Regions from separate parts of the Mus musculus genome. Here region 2 is linked to region 1. Evidence: chromatin contacts called from public promoter capture Hi-C data. All regions are on one chromosome and are shown on one strand. Each heading gives the region's core, a stretch centred on a gene start, on an enhancer-like site or on the middle of the called end of the contact. The rest is flanking DNA. Distances are from core to core; before and after follow the strand shown. Region 1 overlaps Gm33765 (a long non-coding RNA gene). Region 2 holds the start of Tmem130 (transmembrane protein 130).

Region 1 (2,700 bases), core at 139-2,638:
CAGTGAGGGGCTGAAGGTGTGGCTCAGTGGTAGAGCCCCTGCCTAGAATCCCCCAGGGAGGGACTGGGGGCGTGGCTCAGTGGTAGAGCCCCTGCCTAGAATCCCCCAGTGAGGGGCTGAAGGTGTGGCTCAGTGGTAGAGCCCCTGCCTAGAATCCCCCAGTGAGGACCTGGGGGCGTGACTCAGTGTTAGAATGCTTTTTTAGCATGTGTGAGGCCCTAAGTTCAAGAGTATATTAGAACAAATTGCCTGGGACTGTTTGTGTAACTTGGAGCCACTAGACTCTTTGGGGTTTGGAAATGCAGAAAGCAAACAAACTCTTTACAACTTTGTCAAAGATAAATCTTCTAATATACAAAGAGGTCAGTATTTACAACTCTTGGGTCATTGGAGACCTGACTAGCATCTCTGTCACTTGAGTGGGTGACCGTAAAGCCAGCCATTGAAGAATGTGATCTTGACTTAGCATTTTGTCCTCCCTGAAAGCAAGAGTCAGGCAAGTGAGTTCCAAGGAAAAAGATAGACTGGCTTTCACTCCTCTCTTTATAAAGCTTAAACTGGGTTTTGGGTCATTGGTGTCTTCTCCAAGGCAGAAAAATACCTTCAGCAAAGAAGAGAATGACAGTGTTTTTGGACAGAAAAGGGAAGCCCCAAGCAGAGTAACTGGCCCCCTTTCCCAGACCTCACAGAGAAAGGACACACAGTTTCATCACCGACCACTTAGCAGACACCGGTTGATAGCTCTTTGGGGAAGCACCACCATCCTGACAAAACAGCTCTGTGACTCCTGCTGTGTTTCTGAACTTGCCAGTTCAGGCTGCCATAGCAAAACAGACAACTTAAGGCTGAAGAGATGGCTTGGAGGTTAAGAGAATTTGCCAGCTCATCTGGAGGACCTGGATTTGGATCCTAGCACCCATATCAGGTAGCTCACAACCTCTCAGAACTTCAGCTCCGGGGAATCTGGTGCCCTCTTCTGGCCTCCACAGGCACTGCATGCACATGGTACATATAAACATTTGCATGCCCGTGTACACACACACACACACACACACACACACACACACATTTATTAATTTAAAAATAAACATTTTTTTAAAAAAAAAGAAAACAGACAATCTGTTCCTTATTCATGGAGGATATGTTTAGAAACCCTCCACTTGATGCCTGGAACATAGTATTGTATCCACAACCTGTGGTTTATATACAAACATGACTTAAAGCCAGCCCCATATGGTTGTGGCTTAAGTATGAAGTGTGTTGGGGACTTCATGTCCAGTATAGGGGCCTATGGAACCTTTAGAAAGTAGGCTCTAACTGTCTTGGAAATTAGTCACTTGGGTGGTCCTTTGAAGGTTATAGGCTGGTCTCTGCTTCCAGCTTTAGTCTTTGTTTCACAGTCCTTTGTTATGTGAAGACTACTCGCTCCCGCCACTGTGAACTCTGTCATACTGTCACTGCTGTGCTGAACAAAACCCCTGAAATCCACGAACCAAAGCAAACCTTTCCTCTCTTCAGTTGTTTCTGGCCCATATTTTGGTCATAGCGACCCAAAAATAACATTCACATTTATTCTCTCTCTTTCTCCCTTCTTTTTTCCTCCCTCCCTCCTTCCCAAGATGAACAAGGTAAGTATTTCTGCTTTCACATACTCTCAACCATGACCCTTTGTGTCTTTAGGCACTGTGGAGCCAGGCTCCCAGGGACTGAACCACAACCATCCAGGACAAAACAAATCTCTCCTTTTAACTTGTTTACATCGGGTTTTTTTGCCACAGTGAGGAAAAAAAAAAAAAAAAAAACTAACACGGGGCTTGGAGTGGCCACTTAGTAGATGTAGTGCGTGCTACTGCACCCACAAGGACCGGGGTTTGACCTGTTCAAGGACAGAGGACCAGGAAGCAGAATATGGGCGGAAGCTGGAGCAAGGATACAAGGATACAAGGTCTGTATCCTGGGTGTCCTCTATCAGTCTCAATCAGTTCCTTTGGAGAGAGGTGTTTTACTGAACCTGGAGATAGGCTGGCAGCCATCAATCTCCAGAGATCCTGTTTCCATTCCGACCAGCACCCGTGACCTGTGCGCATGTGCGGCCGTGCCTGACTAGTGTGCTGGCGATCTGAACTCGGGTCCTCAGGTTTTCACAGCAAGCTTTGTCTGCGGAGTCACCCGCGACAGCCTTCCTTTTTGGACAACAAGCGGCTCTCCCGCCCTCCTGTCTGCCATTTGCATGATGTTGACTTTGAACTTTAGCATCTCATTTCTCAGCGCTGGGTTTCTTTTGCTCCCTGTAGTTTAGGAAGGGCAGAGCTTCCTTCAAGGCTGCGAGTCGAGCCTTAGATAAGCTGCAGAGGTGTGAAAAGAACCTGTCTAACCAGATCTGCAGAAAAAAAAAAAGCGTTTCCAGAGGTCTTTAATCTGGTCCCTCCGGGGTGTGTGGCATTGCAGGCTCACAGTGGTTCAATCAGACACAGGGAAGTGGGAATAGGTTTCCGCTTTCCACAGCGAGCTACTTGGTGACTTTCTTTTCTCTTTTGCCTTACGAACTGTTCACAAACTTATTTTGAGCTCTGTCTGAGACGTAGACGTACATCTGGGGCCGTGAAGGATCAGACAAATGCTGCTTGATCATTAAGGAGCCGGCTTTTTAAAGATCTGTCTGAGGATTCTGCCAGCTTAACCTTAAACTGCACGCGAGTG
Region 2 (2,700 bases), core at 30-2,529, 260 kb after region 1:
GAGTGAGCTCCAGGTCAGCCAGGGCTACACAGAGGAACCCTGCCTCAAAACAAACAAACAAATGGTTGTGTGTTCCTTATAATTTAAATCACATAACTTCAAGGCACATACAACCTAATGGACCAGGGTGTCCATTTCTAGATGAGTTCCAGGACAATCAGGGCTATACAAAGAAATCCTGTGTTGAAATACAAATAAATAAATATATATATATATACTTGTGTATTTCTTGAAATTAAATCACATAACTTCTAGGCACATACAACCTAATGGACCAGGGTGTCCATTTCTAGATGAATTTTATGGTGGATTTCTAGGAGAGGGGTTGGGGGTGGGGAGTGGGGGTAGGGTGGGGGGTGCTGCAGGTGATTTTAAAAATGCAAAATTCCCACAAAATCCTCGAATTCTCGAATTGATTCTAAAAACGCAGGTTTTTGTTTTTTTTTTTTTTAATTTAAATTTACTTCATGGTTCCCGCTGTTGTCACAAATCTACGCCAGGCCCCCTCTTCCCCCCACTACTCTTTGAATGGGCTGTGAAAAATGACTTTTTTTTTTTCTTTTTCTTTTTACAGCTGCTCACCGGTCTCAGACAATTCTTGAATCCGGATCATTTATTATTCATAAAATGGGGTAGGAAGGTTGCGTTGCTCTTTTCATCACGGAGAGATGGGTGCCTGGTGAGCCTTGGAAAAACCTGTCGGCTCAGGAGCCCCCCTTTTTAAAAAAAAAAAAATCATTCCCAGGGAGGAAATGGCAGACTGGCTCTGTGGACTAGTACCCGTGCCACCCCTTAGCCAACGTAATCACGGTAGAAATCTCTAGAAAAAGGTTACATCTTATAGCAAAAGCGCTACCCCATGCAGGCAAGGGGGCGGTTCCCCCTGGGGATGGCTGAGGCGCGATGGCCTCTCTCAGCCCACCGGGGCTTCCCTGCATGCATCCATTCTCCCTGCTCCTCCCCTTGTAAGTACCAGTCTTGAGCATCGGGATGGATGCACTTCCCAGGGCAGAGTGATGGAGGTAGGCATCGAAGGGGAGCAGGGAGACACCCCAAGTGCCTGCGTGACTTCTGGGCAGAGGGGCAGAACGCACCGAGTCATCTCGGTAGCTTAGGTTCTGGACAGTACTGGACAGCTCCAGGCAGGCTCTGACTTACCTGCCGCCACCCTCGCCGGACCCAAGAGCAGGAGGCAAGCGAACCAGAAGACGAGGACGTCGGTGGCCTTGGCCATGGCGAAGCGTGGATACCGAGGGGCGCGGGGAGGATGCTCAGGGAGCTGGGTTGTAGCTCCGCAGTGGCGGCTCCGTCTGGTTGTGCGTGGAGACGCAGCGCTCGCCTGTCCCCGCCTGCAGCCACCTCCGCCCACACAGCCCTCCCCGAGAGTCCCTCCCCTCTAGGGATCACAGAGGCCATCCTTACCTCACCAGGTGCGCATGCTCCCTCCAAGCATCGTGCTTCCGTAGGTCCCAGAGCCATCTTTCCAGAGATAAGGTCTCTTCACTGAACCTTTAGCTCACCAAGTTAACAGACCGACGATCAAGGAGCCCCGGGAATCTGCCTACCTCCATTCCCTCCCAGCGCCGGGGCCTCAGATGCTCACCACGCCGCTTGCCTTTTACATAGGTTGCTGTGATTCGAACTCAGGTCCTAAAGCTAGCGCAGCAAACAACCCACCAAGCCTTCTCCCTAGCCCTTAATCTCTTTCGCTGTCCTAAATTTTCACTACTTGGTATACATTTTGTACTTCCAGAACATCTACATTCAAACTATCCACAGTTCCTCGGGGATATATGCACAGACTTAGCTGTTGTTGACTAATTTTGTTTTTTGTTTTTTTGTTTTTTTGCTTCTTGTGACAGGTTTTCTGTTGCATATCTAAGGCTGGCCCAGAACTCACTTTGTAGCCGTTGTATAATTTTCTTCTTAGGAGGTCGACCAGGCCCCTCCCTCCTACCAAGGTCCAGACAAAGTTTTTCTTTGCATGGGGTCGGTTCCCCCTCAACCCCTTCCCCACCCCAGCTTCTGTTAACCTTCTACAATCTATAGACTGTAGTACTTCCCAGGGCCACAGAGCCCACAGACAATGAGGGCAGAGTTGCATACAGCTGGCTGAGAGGTTCAGGAGGGAGCAGCTGAGAGAACAAAGGAGAGTCCAGAGAGTGATCTTTCCGATTCTTCTTCCATGAGGGAACCTCAACAACAAACAAGTCTTGGAGGTCACCAGCAGGTAGTTGCAGCTTCTCTGATAAAAATAACGACTGCTAAGCTCAGCAGACCCAGCGATAGAATATAGGTTATGGCTAATAGAACCTCATTCATTTTAGCAGTGGCCTGTTTGGGCTAATTTAATTTTTCTGCGCAGTAGACAGCTCATGCTTATTTATCCATCTACCTAGCTCTGTACATGTGTGTATGTATATGTGTGGAGTTGAATGCATGCTATGGTGAATGTGTGGAGGTCAGAAGATGACCTGCAGGAGAAGTGTTTCCCCCTCTACTACTTGGGTCTCAGGGATTAAACTTGGGTCCTGAGGCTGGGCTGCAAGCCTGCCAACTCATCTTGTTGACCCCCTTCACCGATTTTTGTTCATTATGACCTTTTGAAAGCAGGGTATTCTGTCTGCTGGTGCTAGCAAGCTGGTATAATTGTATCCCTTTTGGTCACAGATGGCAGACACCTCAGGGTTCATATTCCTA

What was found. Promoter capture Hi-C pulls out the DNA fragments that hold promoters and counts their contacts.
Region 2: a contact with region 1 is called in a promoter capture Hi-C map of embryonic stem cells, with 5 times the contacts expected there. The contact joins the promoter of Tmem130 here to the enhancer-like site in region 1. A contact is called at or near these places in 6 of 39 promoter capture datasets (cranial neural crest, embryonic stem cells, frontonasal cranial neural crest and 2 more) and 5 of 115 datasets of contacts at active chromatin or transcription factors (embryonic stem cells and stem cell-derived neural progenitor cells).

The regions. Positions count from the first base shown.
Region 1 is chr5:144,504,968-144,507,667 of GRCm38.p6, forward strand. All of the region lies in intron 2 of Gm33765 (a long non-coding RNA gene), which reads right to left. Among named protein-coding and RNA genes, the nearest start is that of Gm33765, 14 kb to the right of the region's middle. Within about 2 kb of position 1,389, at least 20 of the 459 cell types and tissues checked have an H3K27ac peak or open chromatin away from gene starts, as enhancers often do. A contact at or near this core is called in embryonic stem cells, where this site is marked.
Region 2 is chr5:144,760,299-144,762,998 of GRCm38.p6, forward strand. It overlaps Tmem130 (transmembrane protein 130), which reads right to left and starts at 1,280. Exons shown (of 8, transcript NM_177735.4): 1 at 1,159-1,280. The coding sequence starts at 1,234. It overlaps Gm38739 (a long non-coding RNA gene), which reads left to right and starts at 1,317. Exons shown (of 3, transcript XR_868688.3): 1 at 1,317-2,230; 2 at 2,671-2,700.